Regions from separate parts of the Sus scrofa genome. Here region 1 is linked to region 2. The links are chromatin contacts, called in public HiChIP or PLAC-seq maps. All regions are on one chromosome and are shown on one strand. Each heading gives the region's core, a stretch centred on a gene start, on an enhancer-like site or on the middle of the called end of the contact. The rest is flanking DNA. Distances are from core to core; before and after follow the strand shown. Region 1 holds the start of ABLIM1 (actin-binding LIM protein 1). Region 2 overlaps ABLIM1 (actin-binding LIM protein 1).

Region 1 (7,525 bases), core at 79-2,578, 69 kb after region 2:
CACCCCATTTCCAGGCACAGAACCAACCAACCACATTGCCAGACCATCAAAGACCAGTTTTTTAAAAAAAGAGTTTAAACAATCGATAGAATTTACTTTATTCCTTACATGCCCCAGAATGAACCCTGAAAGGCAACACTTAATTATCCGATACCTATGAAATTCTTACACTCCTCTCAGAAAGCAAGGTTAACCCTTTGGGGTGAAAAAAAATTACTCCTCAACTCCTCTTAAAGCTTCAGGGTATCAAAAGGGGTGATACTTATTGCTTTGCAAATGTACTTTCTAAAAATAATCAATATTTTCCTTAAAGGCTTATGGCAGAGAAACCAAGTCACTTTGCCTTAATTGCTGGCAAGCTGCACAATGACTTGATCTCTTTAATATTTCACTCATAGTAGCAGCCACTGAGCTATGACTAACCCACTCTCCCAGCATCACCGCTGGCTCCAGATGGCAAGAAATACATTCCCTTCCCTATTGCCTAAAAAGCAATTCTGATTTTTTTTTTTTTCTTTTGCCCAGTTTCACCTGCAGTAATCTGTTGACTCCAGAAAGAAAACGCCTTGAGGTGAAAGGGAGATCAATGCGAAAGAGTACAGGTAGAATTTACTTTTTGTTAATGGAGTGTAAGCTACTGCAGCTTTAAATCTTACTGCATCAAGCCCTGGATACCTTCCATAACCAAGCTGCAAAATGCTAACAAGAAAGGAGGAAAAAAATACCTCTTCCTCCCTCCCGGTCAACCCTTCAGGCCGCTCTCCGGCCGGCCTGGCAGCGGCGAGCCCATCCCCCCGCGCCCTCCCAGCCCAGACGTGCGACTGGTACAGGTAAGCCGGACACCGACCTTGGCCCTCAGCCTTCGCCCACATCCGGGGATCAAGGTCAAGGGCGAGGGCTTCCTTCCACCACCACCCCCTCACCACCCCCACCCACCCGGCCGCCCAGAGCCCGGGGATCTAATGCCAAAGTTTCAGGCCGGGCTGCGGCCGGCGCGGCTCTCGCAGCCCCTCGCCCTCGCGCACCTGCCCGGCCCGCCCTGGTCTGAGTCCGCCCCGCCGGACCGGGCGCGGGGTCCGTGGACGGTGCCCACCTGGCCCCCACTTACCCCTCGCGGACATGGTTCAGGCAGCAGGAGCCGCAGCAGGGAGGGCGCCGGAGACACTTGCCAGGGCGTGGGGAGGAAAATAGCCCCGAGCCGCACCCGGTGCACCCGCGCCCGCCCGCGCGGGGAGGCGGCTGGCCGCGCGGGGACGCCTCCCGCAGGACACCTGGCGCCGCTGGGCGCAGCGCGGCCGGCGGGCGGGGACGCGGCGGGCACGGGGATCCGCCGGGCGCGGCAACGCTGACAGCCCGAGGCCCGCGCTGGGCGGGGCCCGCCTCCCGCCTCCCCCGCCCGGCCCGCAGCCAGGCCCACCGGGTCCAGCGGCCGCGGGGGCGCGCCGCCTGCCCGAGCTTTTGTCCCCAAGCGAGCGGAGGTGCGGCGTGCGATGAGGCCTGCGTCTTCCCTTCCCCGACCTGGGTCCTCGTTAAAAAAATAATAATAGTAGTAATAATACCAGTGTTGCCGTTCTGGGTGGCCTTCCGGCCTCCCGCTTTGATCTCAGAGGGAGAGAGTAAGAAAGAAACTGTTCTGTCCCCTCCCCTAGTGATGCTCAGGTCAGGCGGGGAGACCACGGTTGCCTGGGGGGCTTGGCCCTCAGTGGGAGGAGGGCTTTGGGTGGTCCGCACGCAGGTCAAAGTAAAAGTAGGGACCAGTGGCACCCCTCGAAGTCGGCCCGGGTGGGATGGGCGGACTCTTCCTCCCGGGACCTTTGAGGTATCCCTGGAGAACAGGGCTGACCTAGTGCAGTATCCTGAGGCAACTGACACTCAAGAAATGTCTAAACACATCGTATCCTCTGAAGGGTCAGGGAGGGGCGGGGCTGAGCTAAGCTTGGAGAATACAACGGACACTCTAAACAAATCCACCTTTCCTATGTATCAGAGTAAAAAGAAAAAATACAAGAACAGTCTCCTTCTGCCCTGGAGGGTTATCACCTAGAGCTTCATGCTAGTAAGCAACCTTCCAACAGCCACCAGATCAAGAAGTTCTGAACTGAAGAGGTGGGGTTCTAAGCTTTGAGGAACAGTGCAGTAACTTATTAAACCTCTAAGACTGATCCCTGAATTGCAGTTTCAGGAATTCACACTCCCTTCCCTGTAGCTATTTCTCTATACACCCTCACAACAGATATTCTAGTTGTTTTCTATGTAAGCAGTTCCCAAATCTATCCTGATACGATGAGAGCTGTGTAAGTCTGATAATTCAGAAATATTCAAAGAATAGGTGAAAAAAATCTCTAAAAAATGATTGGTGGATAATTGACATCATTGGGGAAAAAAAGCTCAATCAAATAATCATGTGGGGAAGGAAATATTAGAAAAAAAGCCAAATAATGAGAGTAGAAATTCTCAAACTACCAACTACAAAAATTAACTCATTATTTATCCATCTTGACAACATCCCCTTCATATCTTCTAGGAGAAAAACCTGCCAACAAATCACAATCCATTTGCTTCAGTTTCAAAACAGCTCTTCTTTCCCACTATCTCAGCTCACTGTTGACCTTTCTCACCCAAAGGATGATTACAGGAAAGCCACTGCTCTCCCTACATCCTCCCTTCACTCCCTCCAGTTTATTTTGTCTATTGTCTATTGCCTATTTTCCTAAAACACTATTTATAATGTGACATCTTCAAACTCCAAATGAGTCTCGCCAATCTCCAGATAAAGCTCAACATTTCAAAGTGTCTTTATCCATACAGTTAATCCATTCAATGGCATTTTATTGAGCACATACTATATACCAGTCTCTATGGTTGGTACCAGAGTGAACTGAAAAGACATTGTCCATGTCTCTATGGAGCTAAGGTCCACGAAAATTTTGGGGACTTTCACAATCTATGCTCTTACCTCTCCAGCATCATCTCTAGCTACTCCTTTGAGAAAATGTTGTAGACAGGATACTTTTCCCTCTGTTGTTAAATATATCACAATATCTATTCTCCCTCATTCTCATTGTTCATTCCCATTGCTCTTCCCAAATGCCCTCCCCCTCACCCAAATAAATGTATATACTGCCTCCTCCTGAAATATTCTCAAACTATCCACATTGATCTCTCTTTCTCTCAACTTCTATAGCTTGTATTTCGGAACCACCTGTTTTTAATGAATACACTGCTCTGTGTTGCCATTTCATAGTTTTGTTGTATGTGTTTCCTGTATGTCCAGCTGATTTTAACTTCCTTGAAATGAAATACTTACATAATCTGAACTGAATTTGTTGTAGAAATATATCACAGAGCATATATCGCATGCTAGTAAGATAGACAGGTCTCATATTTGTGTGACTTTCTTCTTTTATTCTTGTGTTAATATCCAGCCCTTTACTCTAAAAGCCACAACAGTTCTGGTCTTTATAATCTTACACCAGAATTACAGGTACAGTGCAAAAGCCTAATAATGAACAGAGCTTACTCTTGTCCTTAAAATGCTTATGATAGACTACACAGATGCTTATAAAATACACTCCTAGGAGTTCCTGTCATGGCTCAGCAGTTAACAAAACTGACTAGCATTCATGAGGTTGCAGGTTCGATCCCTGGCCTTGCTCAGTGGGTTAAGGATCCAGCATTGCCGTGAGCTGTGGTGTAGTTTCGACACAGCTTGGATCCCACGTTGCTGTGGCTCTGGCACAGGCCAGTGGCTAAAGCTCCGATTGGACCCCTAGTCTGGGAACCTCCATATGCCACGGGTGCAGCCCTAAAAAGACAAAAAGACCAAAAAAAAAAAAAATACACTCCTATATGTAAGTCTGAAATAAGACATCTTACACAAAACTGTTAGGCACACACTAGTACTCAGTACCTGATTGGCTGCCAAGTTGGGAAACGGTAAGTTTACTATCAAAGATTATCTTTGGCTAAAAAAAGTTTCCCCTGTGAATTTAATTTTAGTCTTCTTCAGGTTAAATACCAGTTCAGATTTTAAAATATATATGATTTGCTTATACTTTGGGGTTATGATTGAAATGCTGTTAGGATCAAACACATCATTCCAGAATCTCTTCCTATAATCTTACAAATCTGAAACTAATTCTTCCAATCACACAGCAACCAAGTTCCTATTAGTAGCTTGAACAGCCTAACAAATTTCTCATCTAAGATAACAGAATAGTTCTGAAATCATTGTAAAAGCAAACTATAAGATGCAATGAATTTCTTAAAAATGTTAATGCCACTTTTCCAAGTTAGGAAATAAAGTACAGTCTATTGGTTGGAACTATAAAAAGAAGTTTGGATAGACCAATGGGAAGAAACACATTCCAGTCTGTGTTTGAAAAAAGATCCTACTATTTGGCTCTTGCCAAAAATACTCTTTTAAATCCTAATAGAAGGAAAGTTAATATACCTTATTAGTGTTTTCAATTCTTTATTGACTCTTTAAGTGATTGAATATGGATTCATACAGAGCTTTTCAATTGATGATGCACCATCACTACAATTCTGCTTTTTGTATAACTTCAAGGTTTTTTTAAAAAAAAAAGGCGGGGGTGGGGGAGGGCAATTGGAACTACTCAATAATTTTCAGCAAATACCTTTGTAATATCTACCACGTATGAGGCAGTGAGGAAGATAAGGCAAACCAGTTAGATTAGTTCCTTGTCCTCATGGTGTTTATGTTCTAGTAGGAGAAAGTCAGAAAATATACAAGGTGAAGGAGCTAACCTTGAGACTCTTCATAAAGCTGGGCTACTAAAGGGGGCTAAAATGATCCCAGGACAGTAGTATCCCTGGCTCCCAAGAGAAGCAACAAAAATTCTGTTCTGATAAAATCTGACAGATGAACAACCAAAAATGATGTCACAATCAAAGATAATTAAGTATACAAAAAAGAATGCCACTTTGAACAAGAATCATCAGAAACAACAGATAGAAGAATAGCAGATATAGATAGTAAGTACTTCAGATATTGTCATTCCCAGATAACAAATATAAAATAAGATGAAATAGAAAATAATAAAGTAACAAAAGATACCAAGAGACTACCAAAAATGACCATGTGAAATTCAAAAAAAAGTCAAAATTTTGAATATCAACTGTTGAAATTTTTTTAATTCAATGGATGGATAAAACACAAAATTATTTGGAACCAAAGAAAGAATTAGTGAAATGGACATAGATGTTTAAAATTTGCTAAGAATCCCACTCCTGGGCATCTATCCAGAGAAAACCATAACTCAAAAAGACACATGTACTCCAATGTTCCCTACAACACTATTTTCAATAGCCAAGACATGGAAACAACCTAAATGTCCATCGACAGAGGAGTGGATAAAGAAGTCATGGTACATACACATGATGGAATATTATTCAGCCATTAAAAGGAAAGAAATAATGGCATTTGCAACATGGATGGCCTAGAAATTATCATGCTAAGGGAAGTCAGTCAGACAACGCCATCAACATCAAATGCTATCACTTACACGTGGAATCTAAAAAAAAGGACACAATGAACTTCTTGCAGAACAAAATACTGACTCACAGACTTTGAAAAACGTATAGTTTCCAAATGAGACAGGTTGGGGGGTGGGAGGATGAACTGAGGGTTTGGGATGGAAATGGTATAAAATTTGGTTGTGATGATTGTTGTACAGCTATAAATGTAATAAAATTCATTGAGCAATTTAAAAAGATAAAAAATAATTAAAAATTAAAAAAATAAAATCTGCTAAGAATACAGCTCTGGAACATTAGAAATTGGAAATACAAAAAAAGATTAAGGTATCTAGAAGGTAGGATGAAATGGTCTAATGTGTAAATAATAGGAGTCCTAAGAGAATAGAAAACATGGAGGTTCGATCCCTGGCCTTGTTCAGTGGGTTAAGGATCTGGTGTTGCTGTGCACTGTAGTGTTGATCACAGACATGGCTTGAATCACACATGTTGCTGTGGCTCTGGTGTAGGCCAGTGGCTACAGCTCTGATTGGACCCCTAGCCTTGGAACCTCCATATTCCATGGGTACCACCCTAAAAAAAAAAAAAAAAAAAAAGACAAAAGAAAACATGGGGGAGAGACAGAATTTAAAGAAATAATATCTGAGAACTTAGCAAAAAGACATAAATTCACAAATAAAGGAAATGCAACATATATCAAACAAGATAAACAGAAATGCAGACCTAGATATTTTGTATTGAAACTGAACAACACCAAAGACAAAGAGAAAAGACATAGCCCACAAAGAAACAACAGGCTGACAATAGACTTCTTAAATGGAATGATGAAAGCCAGAAGACAATGGAATTGTAATTAGATTGTAACTATAGCTAGCCAATTAAACTGTGTACACAGCAAACTCTTTCAAAATGAGAACAAAATAAAGATATTTTAGAATAAACAAATACTGGAGTTCCCATTGAGGCTCAGTGGTTAACGAACCCACTAGCATCCATGAAGATGCAGGTTCGATCCCTGGCCTTGCTCAGTGGGTTCAGGATGCAGTGTTGCCATGAGCTGTGGTGTAGGTCACAACTGTGGCGTAGGCCGGCAGTTGTAGCTCCAACTGGACCCCTAGCCTGGGAACCTTCATATGCCGAGGGTGCACCCCCAGAAAAGAAAAAAAAAGGATTAACAAATACTGAATTTTCCACTTAAGGAATTACAAATATACATAATATAGAAATATATTTATATAGCAAAAAATGACACCTGTTAAAATGTGTGAGATGGGAGTTCCCACTATGTTGCAAGGGGATTGGGGCACCTTTAGAGTGCTAGGACATAGGTTCAGTCCCCAGCCCAGCACAGTAAGTTAAGGATCCAATGCTGCCACAGCTGTGGCATAGTCACAACTGCAGCTCGGATCTGATGCCACAGGGAGGCCAAAAAAAAAAAAAAATAAATAAAAATAAAAGGTGTGTGATGGAAGAAACAACTAGGGAAAAATTTTTGTTTACATACAGATAAATGTAACTAAATATTGATACATTTGAAATGATAAACTAGGATAAGATTGTTTCTTTGAAAAGAATAATAAAATGAATCTCTTGGTGAAATTGACTAAAAAAAGAGAAAGCAAAAGTGAATAATATTAAAAATAAAAAGAGGCAGTTACATATAGAGCAGATATTTTTAAAAATTTTACAGACTAGAGCTACCATTGTGGCTCAGTGGGTTAAGAACCCAGCTAGCACAGTCATCAAAACAGTGTGGTACTGGTATCAAAACAGACAGACAGACCAATGGAACAGAATAGAGAACCCAGAAATAAACCCTGACACCTATGGTCAATTCATCTTTGACAAGGGAAGGCAAGAACATAAAATGGGAAAAGAAAGTCTATTCAGCAAGCATTGCTGGGAAACCTGGACAGCTGCATGCAAAGCAATGAAACTAGAACACACCCTCACACCATGCACAAAAATAAACTCCAAATGGCTGAAAGACTTAAATATACAACAGGACACCATCAAACTCCTAGAA
Region 2 (7,383 bases), core at 3,960-6,459:
CTGACACAAACGTCTCCTTGCCAAACATGACGTGAAGGTGAGAGACCCTCCTCTCGTGGGCCCCCCAAATCACCTGGGACTGGTAGTTGGAGGCAGCCGTGACACACATGAAAATAAATAGTGTACTTCTGGTGAACAAGGAGATTAAGAGAGGGTAGAGGGAAAAGGTGGAGAGAATGCAAAACAAGAGAATGAAAGAAAAGCAAATGAATTAAGTAATTTTAAAAAAAGAAGTATTTGTTCTCTCTCAACATCTAAGGAAAGGAGGGAGGAAGGGAGGAGGAAGGAAGGAAGGAAGGAAATGAAGCACTAAAAATGAAGTACTAGCCTAAAGGTCAACTCTAGTTAATAATAAAATCCAGGGTGAGTGTCTTAATGCTTGAGTGAGGCAGCACACAAGCTTTTGATATAACTAACTCAAGTGGATTCACCATGAAGCTAATGATGCTTAAGCAGCAAGGACCCTTTCAAAGCCCTGGGAAGAGCTCTAATATTTTTCCTATGGTCACATGTCCACAAAATTTGCATGCACACATTAACACACACAAAGATACTATAATCAGAATCTTTTTAAGACTATCTTTTTTCCATTTTGGCTTCCACCTTAGTAGATCTGTATGGAAGTGGGACAGGGTATATTTTAAGAATGTGGCTAAGGAGGAGTCAGGAATACACTTACTTTGGGGTTTCGTGGAATATATCTCTGAGGTTCACGGTCACCTCTGTGTATTGTTATGTCATTGCTAGCTACCATCACAGTGTAAAAAGGACTTCCAGGCACAACACTGACTCAGTGTCATGACATGAAGATGTGAGACCAGCGGGCACATGATAAGAATATGTCCCATGGCATTCAGTACAAGAATTATGTGGGCACAAGAAGAGAACCAGGGTTTAAACTGTACAGAGGTCTATGGAGAAAAATCTTCCAACCCTCAGACAGGTCAAGTCAGAAGCTGAGGATTTGCTCCTCATCAACATCTAGTCAAAGTTCTCCTACCATGAATACACTTGATAATGAAACAGATAAGATGAGAAATGAACCACACTTTTTTTTTTTTTGGTCTTTTTAGGACTCCACTTGAGGCATATGGAAGTTCCCAGGCTAGGAGTCAAATCAGAGCTGCAGCTGTCAGCCTACACCACAGCCACAGCAACACAGGATCCGAGCTGCACCTTTGACCTACACCGCAGCTTATAGGAACACTGGATCCTTAATCCACTGAGTGAGGCCAGGGATCGATCGAACCCATAACCTCACTGTTACTAGTCAGATTCATTTCCTCTGCACCACAACGGGAACTCCATGAACCATACATTTTTAAGTAGGCAGTATGTGAAATCAATGATCAAAATTCTGGGCTCAGTGGGCTAATGAGCCCAACTAGAATCCATGAGGACACAGGTTTGATCTCTGGCCTCGCTCAGTATGTTAAGGATCCAGCATTGCCATGAGCTGTGGTGTAGTTTCAGACGCAGCTCAGATCCCATGTTGCTGTGGCTCTGGTGTAGGCCAGTGGCTACAGCTCAGATTCAACCCCTAGCCTGGGAACCTCCTTATGCCGCAGGTGTAGTCCCTTTAAAAAGACAAAAAAAAAAAGAAAAAAATTCTGGTATGTATAGACCCAAAACTATGGCAGTTGAGTGCAACTGTATGCGAAATTGCTTGTTTTATGTATTCCAGTGAGAAATATTTTAAAAATACATTTTAATAAACTACGCTAAAAGAGAGATGAAAGTATTTTTCCCTTCTCTATATAGAAAATATTACAAAATTGTCATGTGAAGAGGTAATCAAAGAGTATGCCACCTAAAATGTAGGAGCAGAAGTATTATAAAGCTATGTCCATAATGTGTTTGTTACTAAGCTGCCTGTTGCTCTGTATGGTATGATATTTGATTAACTATCGCTTTAAAAAAAAAGAAATCTGGGAGTTCCCGCCGTCGCTCAGTGGTTAACGAATCTGACTAGGAATCATGAGGTTGCGGGTTTGATCCCTGGCCTTGCTAAGTGGGTTAAGGATCTGGCGTTGCCGTGAGCTGTGGTATAGGTCACAGACGCGGCTTGGATCCCGTGCTGTTGTGGCTCTGGTGTAGGCCGGTGGCTACAGCTCCAATTTGACCCCTAGCCTGGGAACTTCCATATGCCGCGGGAGTGGCCCAAGAAATGGCAAAAATACCAAAAAAAAAAAAAAAAAAAAAAAGAAATTTGACATTTCTTGTGATTTTTTTTCTCTTCCAAAATAAGCATTCAGGGAGTTCCCATCGTGGTGCAGTGGAAATGAATCCGACTAGGAACCATGAGGTTGCGGGTTTGATCCCTGGCCTCGCTCAGCGGGTTAAGGATTCGGTGTTGCTGTGAGCTGTGGTGTAGGTCGCAGATGCAGCTTGGATCCCACATTACTGTGGCTCTGGCGTAGGCTGACAGCTACAGCTCCAATTAGACACCTAGCCTGGGAACCTCCATATGCCGTGGGAGTGGCCCTAAAAGGACAAAAAGACCAAAAAAAATTATAAAAAATAAGCATTCATCTTTATACCCAATTTTGCATTCATATTTTTCATTATTTTCCCTAAAGGGCGCTCCTCAAATAATATAATCTTCAGGTTCCATAAAACCTAGATGCCCTTCTAATTAGTGTAACTAACTACATATACCACCATCCCCACCACATGCATACACATGCATGCTTGCACACACACACATTTACTTGGGCAAGAACTGCCAGGTTTACCCAGGTCAAGGACACCCACCCATCCATTCCTCCCTCAGGTTCAACTGCGCACTAGATCCAGAGGTGGAGTGACTCAAGAGGGCTTTGGCAACTATCGGAATTGTATTAACACGTGGTCTTGACAGACTACACGCTTTGGCTTTCTAGAAAGAAATGTACAGGTCCATATCTGCACACGAAGTGTTTGACCTCCACTATCTCGGCGAAAAGGTGAGCCTCTGAAACAAGTGTTCGTCTTTAACCGATTCCTTAAAATTCTTTTTTTAATGATTTTTATTTTTTCCATTATAGTTAGTTTACGGTGTTCCATTAATTTTCTACTGTACAGCAAAGTGACCCAGTCACTCATACATACATCCTTTTTCTCACATTATCCTTCATCATGTTCCATCATAAGTGACTAGATACAGTTCCCTGTGCTGTACAGCAGGGTCTCATTGCTTATCCACTCCAAATGCAATAATTCGCACCTATTAACCCCAGATTCCCAGTCCATTCCACTCCTTCCCTCTCCCCCTCTTAAAATCCTAAAGACATTCTGATATGCCCTGCTTAAAGTCCACCTATAAGCTCATCCTTGCATATAAGCAGCTCTTGAAAGGTCAGTCAGGAGTCACTCTGTGTATAGCGGAAATTGGCATAACATTGTAAATCAACTATACTTTAATAACATTAAATTAAATTAAAATAATTAAATTAAAGGCTCGTGAGTTATTATGATTATATTCAAGCTATCCCTATTCCATCGGGGGGTCTGCAGTCCCTATAGGTTGTCTCTCTCTGTCACCAGACACCATATACTCATCAGTCACAAGTAAATTTTCACCTGTCACTAGAACAGTAACAGAAGTCATCTTATTTCTGGGTGTCTCAAGCAAGGCAGTGAATACTGATATCCAGGCTCCCATGAGATGTCAGGTTTCACTAGGGTTTTGCAAAATTGTCTTTTGCTGATTGTCTTGTTTGCAGTCATCCCACTTCACCTTACCCTGAGCGCTTCTGCTGCTATAGGATGGCTGTCATGCTGGCTTTCTTGGCTTGGGTGTTTGACTTTTAAGTCATCATATGGTTTAGACACACATGCTAAGTGGAGAAAAGCCAAGTAGATGACAACTCACACTCTGATGCCATTAGTGACCACTGTTCAGTGATACGTGGAACAACCTGGTACAGGCTGAAGACCAGGAATATTGGGGCTTTTTAGGGCAAAGTTGAATCTGCTCAACGAAGTGTCAGTGATTTACATGAGTACTTCTTACCTATTACACATCAACGGCTAGGGCAATGGATTGCTTTCTTTCCTTCCAGTTCTAGCTGCTAATGAAATACACATCTTCTCACCCCGTTATTTCCATGACATAGCTGACAGAGTATTGTGATAACTGACTCAGGATTTAACCAGGAAGAGGGGGCGCTGCTCTAAGAATATGCCCAGGAAGGAGGAAGCCAATTCCTACTGTGCTGGCCTCTTTCTGGGGCACATGTGTTACTTGCCAAGAATGGCAGAAGAATGGGTTTCCACTCTGGAACTAATACAGGATAAACCCCTTCGGATGGAATATCCAAGATCCCACTAAAATCCTGCATTTAGGGGGTGTTATAAATTTGTTATTCTGTTAAGAAGGAACAAGGGAGCCATGTCCCCAAGAACATTGGTTTTTAAGTACACAATAATAAGATCCGACGATAAACTACACATCTGAGATTAAGAAGATCTAAATTCGAGATGAAGGGAAAGGGAAAATAAAGAACAGGCACTGTCAAGAAGCAATCCCTCAAGGTTCTTCTTACCAATGAAGGGGATTACAAGCTTCTAACCCCACATCCTGCCACTGGCATTGACTTAGAGAAAGCATGGCGTTTTCATTTGTGTTAGGTTTTTTGTTGTTGTTGTTTTGTGTTTTTGTTTGTTTGTTTTTGTTTTTGTTGTTTGTTTGTTTGTTTGTTTTGTTTTTTGTAACACTAAGGAACTTTCCATCAGACAGCTTCATTCAACAGGATTGTTTCCCTTGAAGCTTTTTTAAAAAAACCTCACTCCTTTCGATAAAAAAAATAAAATAAAATAAAGTGAGGAATTCACACCCATCTTTCTCTAAATGCACACTGAGCAAGTGATAAATATCACTGTTACAGAAGAAATGTATCTCCTTGCTTAACAAATACACACAATGGATCTAGTGACAGCTTAAAAGGGGCTCAAATGAGACAAAACTGGAAACTGGCTTGGACCTCCTCTGTGTTAACTGCCTTCTGTGCTGGGAAGGTGCTGCATTTACAGGGTCTCCACACCAACCTGGACTTGAAAAATCATCTCCCAGAAGTGCCTCAGGAGAAGCCTCAATCAATATATCATAATCAGCCCTGGCAAACATTTTACTTTCTAGAACATTCTTCCCCAAAGAGCATTCTCTGCAGTGGCCCTCCTATGCTGTTTAGCATGGAATTGAGTCCTTTCTTCCTGTTTATTAACCACGGGGTCGGAGCTGGTTTTCTAATTAACTTCATCTGGATCATGAAGTCATCCATTTGTGACCTTGGACTTCACATCTCATTTTACAGATGAGAAAACTAAAGTTCACTAAGGCTGAGTGACTTTCTGCTGATCAGAAAGCTAAGCAAACTGAGCCCAGAATGGTCTTTGGACAAGGAGCCTAGGGCTTTTTCTGCTAAAGCACTTCTGGGTCCCCAGCCAAACACAGCCATTCAAAAGTGGACTGTCAACCGCCAGCACTGAAAGAAGCCAGTGATCCTGGCACCTTCAGTGGGAAGCTGCACTTGACAAAGATTTGAAAACTCTGGAGGGGTGACATCCTTGTGACTAACGTTATCAAAAGGTTCCCAAATCAGAGCTGGATGTGTTCAGTCACTGCTGATGCCAAGCTGTCCTCCAACTGCAACCCCAGCAGGCAGCGCCACAGAAGAAGGTAAAATGCTCCCTCTGTTTATCTTGGGGTTACACACACACACACACACACACACACACACACACACACACACAGGGTTTGGGTTTGGTTTGAATTTATACGGCCTGCACCAAAAAGTCAACAGCAGATTATTTTATGTAAACTATTTACAGATTCAGAAATGAAGGAAAAGCCTTAAGAAAACAATTATCTATTCACTGCAATAAATAAATAAACTGACCTCACATTAGGTTCCTATAATATATACAGAACAAGGATAATTATTTTTAAAAAACTTCAGATTCCTCTTTCTCTCTTCCGCCTTCCCTCCTTCTCCCCTCCCCTTTCATGCCATGAAGACAGAAGTGACTCCAATGTCAATTTCTGTGTACTCTTATTAAAGAAAGAAAGAAAGGAAAAAACACAAAACCCAAAGTGGGAGCCACATCTAAAAATTTTAATACTTTAAAAAGCTACTTGTGTTTAATATAATATTGTTATTAAAAAACTTATTATCATGGAGGCACAGACTTTCTTATGTGATGTAGAGGAAAAAAGGCAAAAAGATTTCCCAGACAGGAGTTCCCATCGTGGTGCAGTGAAACGAATCCAACTAGGAACCATGAGGTTGCGGGTTCAATCCCTGGCCTCGCTCCCGGGGTTAAGGATCCGGCATTGCTGTGAGCTGTAGTGTAGGTTGCAGATGCGGCTCGGATCCCGTGTTGCTGTGTCTGTGGTGTAGGCCAACAGCTGCAGCTCTGATTTGACCCCTAGCGTGGGAACCTCCATATGCCATGGGTATGGCCCTAAAAAGCAAAAAAAAAAAAAAAAAAAGAAAGAAAGAAAGACAGAAAAGCTATCTCTGCATAGACCAAATGAAAACCTATTTCTGCACAGACCGAGACAAAATCCACAGAAAACAAATGGCTGCATGGGGCAAATGCTCTTGTGATCAGATCACATGAACATGGATTTCAGCGTGACTGACCAACCACGACAGAGGGGAAATAACTGCCCACCCCCCGGGAGGGGAGGGAATCAGGGGGAGTACATCTGTATAATGCAACACTATGAGTGTGTGTGTGTGTGTGTGTGTGTGTGTGTGTTGAAATATGGCAAAGTGGATGGTAAACTGTAATATCATTAAAAAAAAAAAAAAAAAAAAAAAAAAGATTTCCCAGACAGGCTGAGGGCCAAGGGAGTTGGAAGAGAGAGCCAAGAGAGAAAATTCCAGTCATCTTAGTTGCTCTACTTAGGTAGCACTGCACTTTCCTCTTAAGGAACTAGCCAAACACCATTAATTTTCACAAACACACCTAGGATTAGTATTCAACCCTCTTCCTTCAATTCTTTCCAAGCAAAATCAGAGGCTAGAAAAGGACAAGCCTGGGAATTTGGGAATCTTCTGCTCTTTGCCCAGTAAGAACACATGGAGTAAAACAAAACAAAAAACAGATTGCATTCCTTAAAAGACACGTATTTCCTAACAGTGCTTCCTCCCTGATAAGCCATCCAGGCTAACACTGAGCCCAGCGGGTAACTGCATGGTGCTCACACACAGGGTCAGTCCTCCAAAAAAGGCAGTGAGTGGAGGGGACCTCGTCCTTCTGACCTCAGCTTTCACGGTGACCTCTCCTTTCCTTTCCATAAGAAACCCACAGTAACAGTCTTAATATTTGGAGTTCGGGGGCTATTTAAGCTTGAAACTGAAACACATACTTCTAAAAGAAAATCTCTCTTCTGAA

What was found. HiChIP or PLAC-seq counts read pairs in DNA pulled down with a chosen protein or histone mark.
Region 1: an H3K27ac HiChIP or PLAC-seq map of skeletal muscle shows a contact between it and region 2, with 4 times the contacts expected there. The contact joins the promoter of ABLIM1 here to the enhancer-like site in region 2. A contact is called at or near these places in 1 of 5 promoter capture datasets (liver), 6 of 47 Hi-C or Micro-C datasets (brain, heart right ventricle, liver and 2 more) and 1 of 2 datasets of contacts at active chromatin or transcription factors (skeletal muscle).

Annotation. Positions count from the first base shown.
Region 1 is chr14:125,107,392-125,114,916 of Sscrofa11.1, forward strand. ABLIM1 (actin-binding LIM protein 1) reads right to left here and starts at 1,329. Exons shown (of 22, transcript XM_021073372.1): 1 at 1,109-1,329. The coding sequence starts at 1,121. It overlaps LOC110256765 (a long non-coding RNA gene), which reads left to right. Exons shown (of 3, transcript XR_002338710.1): 1 at 1-830.
Region 2 is chr14:125,034,237-125,041,619 of Sscrofa11.1, forward strand. The region is part of intron 1 of ABLIM1 (actin-binding LIM protein 1); the gene reads right to left. Among named protein-coding and RNA genes, the nearest start is that of ABLIM1, 71 kb to the right of the region's middle. Within about 2 kb of position 5,210, at least 15 of the 83 cell types and tissues checked have an H3K27ac peak or open chromatin away from gene starts, as enhancers often do. A contact at or near this core is called in liver, retroperitoneal adipose tissue and skeletal muscle, where this site is marked.